Linked DNA regions of Anas platyrhynchos: all the other regions are linked to region 1. A link is a contact called in public Hi-C data. All regions are on one chromosome and are shown on one strand. The core of a region is the stretch at or near the end of the contact, and the rest is flanking DNA. Distances in the headings are between cores, read along the strand shown. Region 1 overlaps PRKAR2A (protein kinase cAMP-dependent type II regulatory subunit alpha). Region 2 overlaps LOC106019345 (a long non-coding RNA gene). Region 3 holds the start of PRKAR2A (protein kinase cAMP-dependent type II regulatory subunit alpha).

The links. Hi-C and Micro-C count contacts between places; a contact is called where the count stands out from the background.
Region 2: a contact with region 1 is called in a Hi-C map of liver, with 5 times the contacts expected there. The contact joins two enhancer-like sites. A contact is called at or near these places in 5 of 8 Hi-C or Micro-C datasets (F5 follicle, liver, skeletal muscle and 1 more).
Region 3: a contact with region 1 is called in a Hi-C map of small yellow follicle, with 1.7 times the contacts expected there. The contact joins the promoter of PRKAR2A here to the enhancer-like site in region 1. A contact is called at or near these places in 2 of 8 Hi-C or Micro-C datasets (skeletal muscle and small yellow follicle).

The regions. Positions count from the first base shown.
Region 1 is chr13:9,358,752-9,362,611 of IASCAAS_PekinDuck_T2T, forward strand. PRKAR2A (protein kinase cAMP-dependent type II regulatory subunit alpha) reads right to left here. Exons shown (of 11, transcript XM_027468049.3): 5 at 2,332-2,438; 6 at 1,089-1,242. Among named protein-coding and RNA genes, the nearest start is that of RPP14, 15 kb to the left of the region's middle. Within about 2 kb of position 1,895, at least 4 of the 8 cell types and tissues checked have an H3K27ac peak or open chromatin away from gene starts, as enhancers often do. A contact at or near this core is called in F5 follicle and small yellow follicle, where this site is marked.
Region 2 is chr13:9,419,436-9,423,295 of IASCAAS_PekinDuck_T2T, forward strand. LOC106019345 (a long non-coding RNA gene) reads left to right here. Exons shown (of 3, transcript XR_003500404.3): 2 at 558-2,079. Among named protein-coding and RNA genes, the nearest start is that of SLC25A20, 14 kb to the right of the region's middle. Within about 2 kb of position 1,951, at least 1 of the 8 cell types and tissues checked has an H3K27ac peak or open chromatin away from gene starts, as enhancers often do. A contact at or near this core is called in F5 follicle, where this site is marked.
Region 3 is chr13:9,401,922-9,405,781 of IASCAAS_PekinDuck_T2T, forward strand. It overlaps PRKAR2A (protein kinase cAMP-dependent type II regulatory subunit alpha), which reads right to left and starts at 2,091. Exons shown (of 11, transcript XM_027468049.3): 1 at 1,676-2,091. The coding sequence starts at 1,931. It overlaps LOC106019345 (a long non-coding RNA gene), which reads left to right and starts at 2,183. Exons shown (of 3, transcript XR_003500404.3): 1 at 2,183-2,584.

The DNA.
Region 1 (3,860 bases), core at 645-3,144:
ATTAAAACAAAATTAACCTGATTTGTGCAGCTCTTTTCAAAGGCAAACTGGAACAAAGAATCATCTTCCCAGTTTCTTCCTTTTATGAATGGGCTCTGTACATAGCTATTTTGTTCAAGAAATTAGATACTGACATTACTCCCTGGCTGATTTACCAAAATCTTTTCTTTCAGCTCACAAAGAAAAGGAAAATCAGTTCTCTCGGCAAGTGCAGAGATTGCATAAGCATGCCGTGTGTAGCAGCTTATCAGTCGTATAATCAAGGTCACAACACATGGTGAACCCCCAGCGATTGTTGCTGCGGAGCCCAGTGCACACAAAATATACAACACTTTTGGCTTCAAAGGCTTCTCTGATAGCACAATTTGCTTATTATGTGAGCCCTTACAGACGAGTAAGAGAGCACCGTGAAAATAACCCTATCCAAATAGTGCAGAGAAAAGAACTAAAATAGGAAACTAATGCCTACAGCTTCACATTAAACACTGCTGGGCTAGAGACAAAGCAACATTACCATTTAGCTTGGTATCGCAAAAGGTCACATTGACCCGAGAACCTCTTCCAGGGTAACACAAAGGGACCAGAAACATCATGACAGTTTATTCTGAGGGAAAACAAAGCTTTGGGCAGTTTTCCTACTCTTCAAATTACTGACATGCTCAAGAAGATATTCAACACTGTCCATATCCCTTAAAGCAGACAAAATGGCATAAAGGTGAGTTGAAAATAAAGAATGTTATTTAGATACTGTTTTTCTCTTCTGCAAAATATGTGCATTAATGTCTCCACTGTTCTCTGCAGGATGAAGGGACATTTGTTTTTTCCCTAACAAAAGCTCTGATTACATCAAATGCAAAATGATAAAAAGGACAGATAAAACTAGCAACACAGTTTTTACAGATGACTTGTTCTAGAAGGGTGGCCAAAACCATTTGCACAATGGATCTTTTATGCAACAAGGTGAGATAACAAATCGTGATAAAATAGCTATTAGCACAAGGAATCATACTGAGAGAAGCACCTGCTGCTAGACATGGTGAGTTAGTATTTCAAACAGTATGCATGTGAGAGCAACTTCCTTTCCTTACCAGTCCCCAAAGGGCTCCTTCTGTCGTGGCAACGATGGTGGCAGCTCTAGGAGTGTTGTACAGCAATGCCAGTTCCCCAAAACTGCCGTGATTATCATAGCGGCCCACACAGCGTGCCTGGTTGTCTTTTGCTACAACAATATCATACAACCCCCTGGAAAACAATGGAATAGGTGCTTTTCATTAGACAACATTCCAGTACAGACAACAAAAACTTTTTTTTTTTGCTGTTATACAAATAGTCCTCTTATTGCTAGGTGTGACGGAACATGCTTTATTGAGTTTTCCAATTGCTTGACATTAAACTGATTCTAGCTACAGTATTTTCACAATATCTTTCCATTAATAAAGCATTTTAGTCCCGGTAGATCTGGCCAGAACCTAATTGCTTTCCTCTGCATAGTATTTTGACAATGCTGTTTTAAGTGATCCAGGCAGGGGAAAGAAAGGTAAGTGGATGGGTACAGATGCTCTTTAACTGCATCTGTCTTCTGACAGCATGTGTATTACCCAGTGAGGCCCCTTTGGGGTGTCTCAAATCCATCTATAACCTTTATTTGGCTGTTTTTTCAACAATAACTCTAAAGGTTGTTGCTCCTGATGCCTCTCAGAGAGGGAAGAGGTCTTTTTGATCTAGAAGAGCCATCTGTGAGCACCTTGAGTGAAACGGAAGAACTTCTTCCCATCCCTCAGCCTGAAAGTCACTTACTAGTGCTATTTGTTTCCAAATAACTATAGCCGTGTAACCTTCAGCCTAGCATTCAGATGTCTGCAGCCCAAGGACTCTATGGGTGAGGTGTCACTGGGTGACCTTGGCTCAGCCTTAGAGAGAACTTGCTGAGCTATGAGAGTCTGTGAGCTAAAGCTCTGCAAGGTAAGAAGAATAAAGACACAGACCAAAGTGTCATTGTTGAGATGGTAATCACACATAGCTCAAGGACTCAAAAGAAAAATGCTCACATGAAAAAATATAAAATCCCTAAGGAAAAAAAGCAGAAAAGGGCAACTCAGTAAGATGGTGGACACACCATGAGGATGTCCACCTCTGTCACATTTGATTGCCCTTGGCAAATGATCCAAAAGTCAATGGGAACCTAAAGGGGAACATGGAAAGACAAAAGGAAGAGGCAACAATGGCAAAAAGCATGTTTCCTTCGGAAACTATCTTGGAGTAAGTATTCCCTGCTATTTCTAAGAAGCTGAAAAGAAACATGCTTCACTTTTCAAAGGCACAGCTGCTTACCACTCAATAACATAGAAGTTGTCTCCATCATCCCCTTGATCAATCACATGTTCCTGAGGTTTCACCTTCCTCTCAAACATGGCATCAAGGACCTGAGACAGCTGCTCCTATAAAACAAACAAGAGCGGGGAAAAAACACACTCAGAAAACACAACTTGGCATTATTTGCTGGACAAAGGCAAATTCATTTGACCTGATCTGGATAATGAACTGCAACATGCACTGCATTATTTTTACTTGTGTGCAAATACAAGTAATTTTGATATTGAATTTTGCTTTCAACTAGAAAGTACCTCACTTTGTTTCTAGCTTATTAATATAAGTTCAATATTGCAGACAAACAGATGCTTCCCTTACAGAAGGGCTATTATCTCAAATTTATGTTCAAATTGCTTTGGCACTGAAATGGTATGCATAAGTTAAGCACATATGTATAAGCACGCTCTCGCTTGGTATAATCTGACACATCTTCACTGCAATGGATACATATGGATTTATATCAGCAGTACACATATTTCATTATATGTATGTCTAAAAACCACACCACAATTTATTATCTTATTTGCACTGTCATCAGCCAAGAGCCCCAACCATGACAAGGGCTGTACTCAACAAGCCTCTGGACAAAGTTATTTCCCCAGATACTCTGTGTCTTAGAGAACCTGCAGCTTCTGCACCAGATGAGATCAGGTAGCCACCGAAGGAGAACACATACAGAAAGTGGGATAAGCTTTGGCAGCATAGCAGACGCAAATGGGGTTTCTCTGATGAGCCATGACTAAACTTTCTGTTGTACACAGCACAGCCAAGGAAGTTGTAAAAGTCAAAGCCCACGCAGACAGCACAACCATACACGATACTGCTATTAACACTTTTGCAAATACAGGTCATCCAAAGACTTTTCAAAACTATCTATCTGTTCTGGTGAGAGAAGCCACTCATATAAAGGCTTCACCCATTTTCTGCAGGAGAGGTCAAACCACCCAGCCAGGGAAAATAAATGTTATCTCCTCCCCCTTAAACACTGCACTCATCCTACACCATTTTCACTTAATGACTAAAATTTTGAATTGAGATGTACAAGTTATTAAAATAAATGCCTAACACTTGCAGTATGCTAGAAGCACAATGTATTTGACAACATTACTTGTTACATTATTTTTCATTACAGCATTCCTCATGGTAAGTGCTAGGAAATTAAGACACAGCAGATAGGCAATTTGCTAAAGCCCACTGGAAGACAGTGAGATCCCACAGTGGTATTCCCACTGCAGACATGTGCTGATTTATTCAATACCTACACGGCACATCAGTTGCAGAGCTGGGGTTAGGAGCCATCTCACCCTACAGCCAAACAAGAGATAAAACTCTCTAACACTAGAAACTCAGATCCACTTCGCTTTCTTCTCCAGCTTTCTTCCCACAGTCCTTTCCATGCCGGCACAGACTAACAAGGATTTTTTTTAAGTACATGCCATAAAAGCTTTTAAACTACATTCCCAATCACATAGCAATTTAATAATATATCT
Region 2 (3,860 bases), core at 701-3,200, 61 kb after region 1:
CAACTACTCAATAAGGAAACTTCTTAAGCATATTTAGAAATCAATGCCAATTTTAATTTATCAACTCTGCCAGTGCCCAGGGGAAAATATTAAAGCATAAAATAGAAAATATCAATATGACTTTAAAGAAACTGTGGCCTGGAATACACTTTCTGTCAAAAGGAAAAAAATGGTGTATAGAACAAGCTGCAACTTGCTGTTATTGGAGGCCAAAACCAGAGAGGTGCCCAAAAGGTGGTTATAATGAAAATTGAGTCCAGAGTTCTGAAATGCGATCTGAGATGCGATCTGGAGCTCAGCACATCCCTCAGCTGTGGATGTGGCTTGGCAGAGCTGGAGGTGCGGGCTGGCGAAGTGCTGCAGTGCTCTGTGCCTCCTGCTCCTCTTCTAACTGGAGGCAGAGCTGGGGGCTAGGAGATCTTTGGTCTGATTAAGTAAGGCAGTTCCTCGTGACACAGTGTGCTTGTATATTTTCCAGAAAGAGCAACCTTAACCGTAATAAATTTTAGTTCGCTAGGAAACAAAACTAAAAAGACAAATTTTCCTTTTGTTTGCAGATTTCCCAACAGAGGAATGTCCTCAGACTGTACTGGTGGAAAATGTGGATTGAGATTATCCTGGAAGAACAGACTTCGACCTGCAAAAGAGGCACAGAGACCTTACTTTTCCCAAATGATTCAACGTGTCCTGAAGGTACTGCATCAGCCCATGAGGTGGCTTTGGCCCCTGCCTGTTTTGCTTTTGCCTGAGCCCCTTTTCAAGGTGCAGTGGAGGAGCCAGGCTTCGTGATCCGATTCCCATCAGGACGGTTCCCTGCACACGTCTCTACGCACTCCCACTTCTGAAGCCTAAGACAGAACTTTGTGAGAGGGCTGCACAGGTCAGTCTCTGGGACTCCCATGCCAACAAACACCTCTGTCATTTACACACATTCCTGTGCTGCCAAGCTGACAGCTGCTTGCTCACGTGGCGGGGCTGCACCAGCAATGCACAACTGTTGAACCGCAGGAGAGCTGGCAAAAAAACCCCTCCTCTGCCCCGTGGACACTGGTGCTGCCTCTGACATGGAGGAGGAAATCTCTGTCCCTGACCTCCCCAGGAACAGCTCACCTAGGGTCCCGGTTTGTCTTGCCTCACCTACCAGGCTGTTAGTGTCAGGCTTTAACAATCCGTTGCTGCTGCAGTTCCCATAAAGGTGGAAAATACAAAGCCACCCCCACCCCCCCATTTGTGTCCTTAACTGCACAGGCCAAGTACAGATAGAAAATTGAACTTGTTCATTTTGTTATTGTTACTGAGAGAAACGCCAGGAGTGACTGTGTTTTTGGAACAAACAGTGCTTGTGACACGGGAGTGGTTCATTCCTTCAGCTGGACCCACAGGTAGGAAAATGGGCAGGGGGGGGAAAGCAATTTTTCATCAGCACACGAGATAACTAGTCCATATTACAAGGTATCACTCCTCTCAAAAGAGACAAACATTTCACATCATGCTGTGCCTCACCCGTGATGCCTCCTGAAGAAGCAGAACCACCTCCAGGCTCAGATGAAACCCAACCTTGCAGTCCCAACGCAGCTTTTGCTGAATGGAAACAGGGTGGACCTGGGAAAAAAGAGGCTGGGAAGCTCAGCTTTCTGCACCTGTACTCACAAGGTGGGTAAAGACAGAGATTGTTGTTGCTGGGAAGGCTGCACATGGTTTCTGTATGCACCTTCCCCACCTCAGCAGCAGCAGCAGCCTGCCTGTTTCCTTGCGGTGCTGGCACTAACAAAACAGGAGAAGACTCAGATCTCCATGTTCCCTTCTCTCCTACCTATTGCCTGGGGCAGCTTCAGGCTCCTTTCCAAGAGAAGCCTCTGCTGTTGGAGCCGGAGTTCAACCACGTTACAAAAGCCCGTGGTGTCTTGAAGCTAAGCACGCCTGCGGCTGCTGGGAAGTGAGCGAAGGCGCTCCGAGAACAGCCAGTTCCCTTCCTCGGAGAGATCTCCCATCAGTTGCCAGTTCCTGAACTTTGGCTCCAGCCAGGAGGCAGTCAGCAAATCAGATAATTGCCTGGCAGTGATTGATACAGAGTCAAGGGTGAGTGGGGAGGGGGGGAATGAGCGGGCAGGATTGTGTTTCAGAGGGAAGTGTTTTTTTTAGGGTTTGTCTATGCAGGCAGCTGGGAGCTTTTCGAAGTCACATTGGCTTAACCTGAGCAGGAGACTCGCTGTAGTTTTACACCTTTTCAGCATTTCAGCTGGTTCTGCTGAAATCTGTATAGGGATTAAAGATGAGAAGGGACAGAAAATTGGTTTCCCTGCCTTTACAGAGAAAAAGTACTCAAGGCTAAATGGAAGTTTAATATATTTTGACTGTATTAATGCAGAGAGGAAGAGCAAGCGCCTGCCACTGATAAATAACTATTAGGAAACAGTATTAGAAAGTACTACCAAAAAGAAATGGTGCTGCTAGGATCTGCTTTCAGCGTTGGGGTGTTCACAACCAGGCAGCTCAAAATTTACTTAGGTATCAACAGCTGGTGTGCAGCTTCTCTCAAACGCAGCACAGCAGCCCTGCTAGAGGAAGGGAGGTCAGCTCACTGCACAGCTGGACATTTCAGCCCTCCAGTCAGCCATACCTAGGGTTAGCAAGAGCATCATGTACCTCAGCAAATTTACATTCAAACTGTTATCTACAAAGGGAAGTAAAGCTTATCTGTAGCCTATTGCTGTAACTTTGATACTGATCTTTATAGCCATGTTTCCAGTAAGCCTAGAGAGAACCTGTGAGTTACGAACTGCTTAAACTAAACTGTCTGAATGTGGAGATCTTAGTAAAATTCCTATCCATCTTCTAATTAAGGTTTGTGTTTTTACCAGGTTTGAGACGTAGTTGCAGAACTGTTCTAACACTGAGCTGGTGGGAGATGTCTGCAGTTAGACACAAATGGCACTGCGTTAGAAATGCTCTTCCATTTCAAGCACGCAACATCACGCAGTGTGCTCTGCCCTGCAGCCCATTCCCTCGCTTCCACTGGGTGCTTTCTCAGGCAGTGTCTGCTGCACAGAAAGAGGGGACAGTCATCTGGCAAATTTTGTATGGCAGAATCTGAGACACAAGCAGCTTTTTAAACATTTCCAGGCACCTTACCCAAAACTTTTCTCCTCCCACCACTGTTGTTGGAAAGCAGCTGCTTGTTCCTGATCTCCATCTTCTGTATTTTATCTAAAAGCACCAAATGGAATCGAGCATGTTAAACAGCCAGAATTTTATTATGCAAAATGCAAAGCTCTCGGAAAACTTCAGCTTGGGAAGAATATAATTAGGATAATTGAAATTGGAAAAAGAATCTGAAGTGCTAAAAAAAAAAGTGAAAGAAAAGGCAATGGAGGGATAGCTTGGTAGAAGGGAGATAGATGGCTTACAGTGACTAGTAAGAACTGAAGTATCTTTCAGAGCAAGTCCTGCTGCAGGTGATGGGCAGGTGAGCCTGACCTGGTGGTGGCACAGCCAAGGTCCAAGCACTTGGAGCCCCAAACAACGGGACAGCACACGCCAAGAAGGCCCCTCAGTGCCCAGCTCATAGCAGGTCTCCCATTCCCCCTCGGCACAGGTTATCATTAAGCCAGGAGGCTGACAGCTTTCCTCACCAGGGTAGAGAAGGAGAAGAGGCTCCTCCCTTCCAGCTGCCTGTCTGTCCTGCTGGCCATAAAACTTCGGCAGCCTGACACAAAGCTACAGCTGCCACCAATGGAAGCAGCAGCCCGTGGGCACCAGCTGCTGTGCTCGCTTGCTTCCGACCTTGACTTCAGATTTGCTGGTTTGTCCATCTTGCTGACAGCCCCAGACAGCCACCTGCTGGGCAAACGCATCGAAAA
Region 3 (3,860 bases), core at 841-3,340, 43 kb after region 1:
ATATTATGCTGGAAGAAGAAACATGAAGACAACCACATTACTTGTGCAGACATCCTTCATCCAGCCAACATATGTAACTAGGTTACTTATTTAAATTAGCTTTAAATTTTCCTAATGTAGTATTTTACAAAAACACCAATTTCATCGTTATATTTAGAAATGCCCATGCAAGCATTTCTAAAACATCCATTTGACCTGTCTTTGCAACTTGAAGCTAACAATGTTGGCCCAGGAAAACAAAATGAAATTAATTGAATCTTTCCTAAGTTGTCCAAGATGAAAAAATGTGTGGTATTAGAGCCTGTCCAGTGGGATTATCTGCGACTTTTTCAGTTTGTGTGTTTTATCTATCTTTAGAAATGATCCTTTAAATACTGAGCAGTCTGTAAGTACACAGGATCTGGTCTCCCATAACAATACAGAAGTATTTTCCTGTAAAGTTCACAGAGGACAGAGATATCAGAACCTCCAACTTCATCGGTTTCTAGTTAACAACGTCTTCCATGACACCATTACGACAGAAGTCTGAAAAAACACACAGCCTTGGTAGATCATCCCACACTCTGTTAAACAATGTGGAAATTGTTTCCTTGACCCTACAGAGAAGCTCTTGCCTGCCGTTAACTAGAACACGGGACTATTCCTTCCCCGGTTCGTTGGAACCAGAAGCAGGGAACAGCGCGTTTTTGCAGATAAGGAGCACACCAACACCCACTGACAGTGCCGCCCGCCTCCAGGGCTCTGACCAGCACAAGCAACACTGCGTGGTTCTGTTAGTTCTCCCTCTGAGACAGAGAGATGACAAGCAGAAACTTGAAGCAAAGGAGCCACTTTTCAGCTTTGGAAGCGACGAACTATTTGAGAAGCTGTTTAGCACCATAAAGTTTATAAATTTCCATCTGAAAACATTTAACTCCAGAGGACTGCTTCAGCTGCCAACATTGGCCAGGAAAACATTACACTTACTTCCCAGGAGAAGACCTTTCAGAGCCTACAAGAAGAGGAGCTGATCGCGAAATAAAGTTGCCTTCGAGGACATTAAAAAATAAATAAATAAATAAAACACAGAAACCTTTGTTCGCGTTATAGGTCAAGGGCATAAGACCTACACTTGAAGTTTAGGGAAAGCGTACCTTTTCCCCCCTTCCTCTCTAAATTACCTTCTGACAAGGAGAGACTATTCAGGGGGCATTCAGGAACCGCGCTCCCACAGCCTGGGGGTGCCATGAGGCACCACTCACCAACATTTCGGGTAATTTCTCGCACCCAGGCTCAGACAGAGCCCGAATCGCGCTCAGGGTGCGAAGCACAGAGCGGGGAAGGAGCGAAAATGGAAGAAGCACAGGAGGTGAGGCCAGGCCAGCGGGGAGGCACCTCTACCTGAGGGAGCTGCAGCCGGGAGGAGCGGGCGGCTGGGAGGGTGAATTTGGGCAAGGTGTGAGGTGATTCCAGCGCCCTGAGGCACAACGAGGAGCCTCGCTCCGTCCCCAGCCGCCGAGGACACTCTCACCGCGGCGACCGGGCGGCAGCGACACCCGACAGTCGCGACAGAGCTCGCCCATCGCCTCACCGCACCGCCACGGGGGCTCGGTCACCGGGAAGGACCCCGCCGGTTACCGGGGACGGGGAGGGAGAAGGACGGGGACACCTCCCCGGGGGGGGTGGGGGGACTTACGCTCGAAGTCGTCGTCGTCGTCGTCGTCGTCGTCGTCGCGGTCGGGCTCCTCGCCGTTGGACTCGGTCTGCATGGGCTCCCCGTCGAAGCTGACCACCCTGCGGCCGCCGCCGGCCGCCTCCCGCTCGCGGGCATCCCGCAGGCGGGTGAAGTACTCGGCGGCGAACCCGACCAGGTCGGCCGGCCGGTGCCGCAGCACCTCCACGGTGTAACCCTGCAGCAGCTCGGTCAGGCCCGGCGGGATCTCGATGCTCATGGTGCCGGCGGCGGCGACGGGGGGAGGAGGAGGAGGAGAAGGAGGAGGTGGAGGAAGAGGAGAACGAGCAGGCCGCCGCCCCGCAGCCGGTTGTGACGGTGGCGGGCTCGGGGCCTCCCTCGGCGGGCGCCGCCTGCCTCCCGCCGCTCCGGTCACACACACACGGGGGGGGCCGGGCCGCGGCGGCAGCTCCCCGGGCTGCGCAGGCGCTGCGGCGGGCGCCGAGCCAGCATGGAGGCGGGCGGCCGCGCGCAGGCGCCGGGGCGCTGAGGGGAGCGGCTGAGGGGGAGCCGCTCCCCGCCTCAGGTCTGAGGGAGGGGAACCGGGGGGAGCCGGGGTGATCGGCCCCGCAACCCCTCAGGAGTTCCCCGTACGCAGGGTTTGGGTGTCCCCGGGGGTGTAGGTGGCTGTCTGGGTGTGTTGGGGAGGAAGCGGGCTGTGCCCCGTCCTCTGCCCCGCAGCGAGGGCTGGAGGGGATGCGAAACGCCTTCGTGTGGTGCTTGTGAATCTGGCTTTGAAATTAATGTGCTGTGATGTGGTAGGGAGTAATTATAAACTGTGGAAGGTGGCGGACGCGCTCGCTCCTCGTCAGCCAGGATCCTGGACACGCACAAGTGTGTGGCAGAAAGGCGTTTTTTCACAGCTTTCCTCAGGTTAGTGACCCCCCGCACTAATTCCATCCTTCTTCATCTTTCTGCCAAGCCACAGTGCCCCCTGAGCGCCACAAAGGTGTGGGAGAAGGAGGCTTTTCCCCTTGGGGTTACAATGAGGGCCTCTGACCCCCTGGTTCTGGTCAAAATTCAGTCAATGAACACTCTTAAAGCTGCTGAGCACAGGAGAATACCTGAGCGTGTCTTCGGACCTTTGGGTAAAAGCCATAATGCCATCATCTGTGAAATGGTGGCAAGAACGTTTGTCTGCTTAACGCCAAGCACCTCAGACCATGAAGGGTTTGGGAAAAGTGAAACACCTCGTTAATCGCTTACACGTGGGAGCTTTGGAGACGCCTTGTATGTTCCTAAATGCGTTACTCGGGTTTTTCATGTACTCTTCGTACAAAACCTCCGTGCTTCATGCTGTTTGCATGTTCAGGGAAGGTCTGGCGGATGCCCAAGGGCAGCCGACTCGCTCCGTGGCACGGGGCCCTTAAGGTTTGACGTTGCTGGAAAGCTGCTGGAGAAGGTAGGCTGTGCAAACGTGAGGGGCGCAGGGACGCTGGCTGGGTGACACCACTGCCTGTTGTCAATGTAAATGTTTTTGTTTAATTCTTCCTTTGTTTCAACAATAAAAGGGCAGAAATCAACTTGTACTCAAAATACGGATTCCGCTTCGAAGCCCAGAATTGGCTGAGGCGATTCATTGTGTTGTGGTTTTGTTTGCTCGTGTGCCAAAAGGTCCCCTCGCTCATCCAGATGGTTTTCCCACACTCCCATGCAAAGAGAGTCTGCTCATCACTGTTGCTTGAAGGGCATGACTGCGAACACCCTATTTGGTGCTTTTCCTGGCTTTTTTTTTTCGGTGAGGAAGGACATTAGGGAATCTTGTGGCTCTTACAACAGCACCCAGCCTCTCTATTAGGTGTTTTGTGTAATATGGCTCCCATATTTTATGCCGGTAAGATTACTTCTTGTATGTGATCAAATTAATAAAAAACAAGCACTGGAGGTAGATCTTCCACATCTCATCAGTTTATCTGGAGGTTTAGTCTGAAGCTTAATTTATTTCTGTTTTTTTACAGCAGCCACAGTTGCTATGTCCCTTTTCTAGAAAAACAATGAATTCTGCCTTTTAATTTATCACTCCTGCCATATCATCTTTCTTATGCTCTCAAACAATACAGCAGCACATTTCAACTGCTCAATGCAAATACTTTAACTACTGATAGAGCTGATGAGGAAATGGTTTTGATCAAAAAGAAAACCATATTTG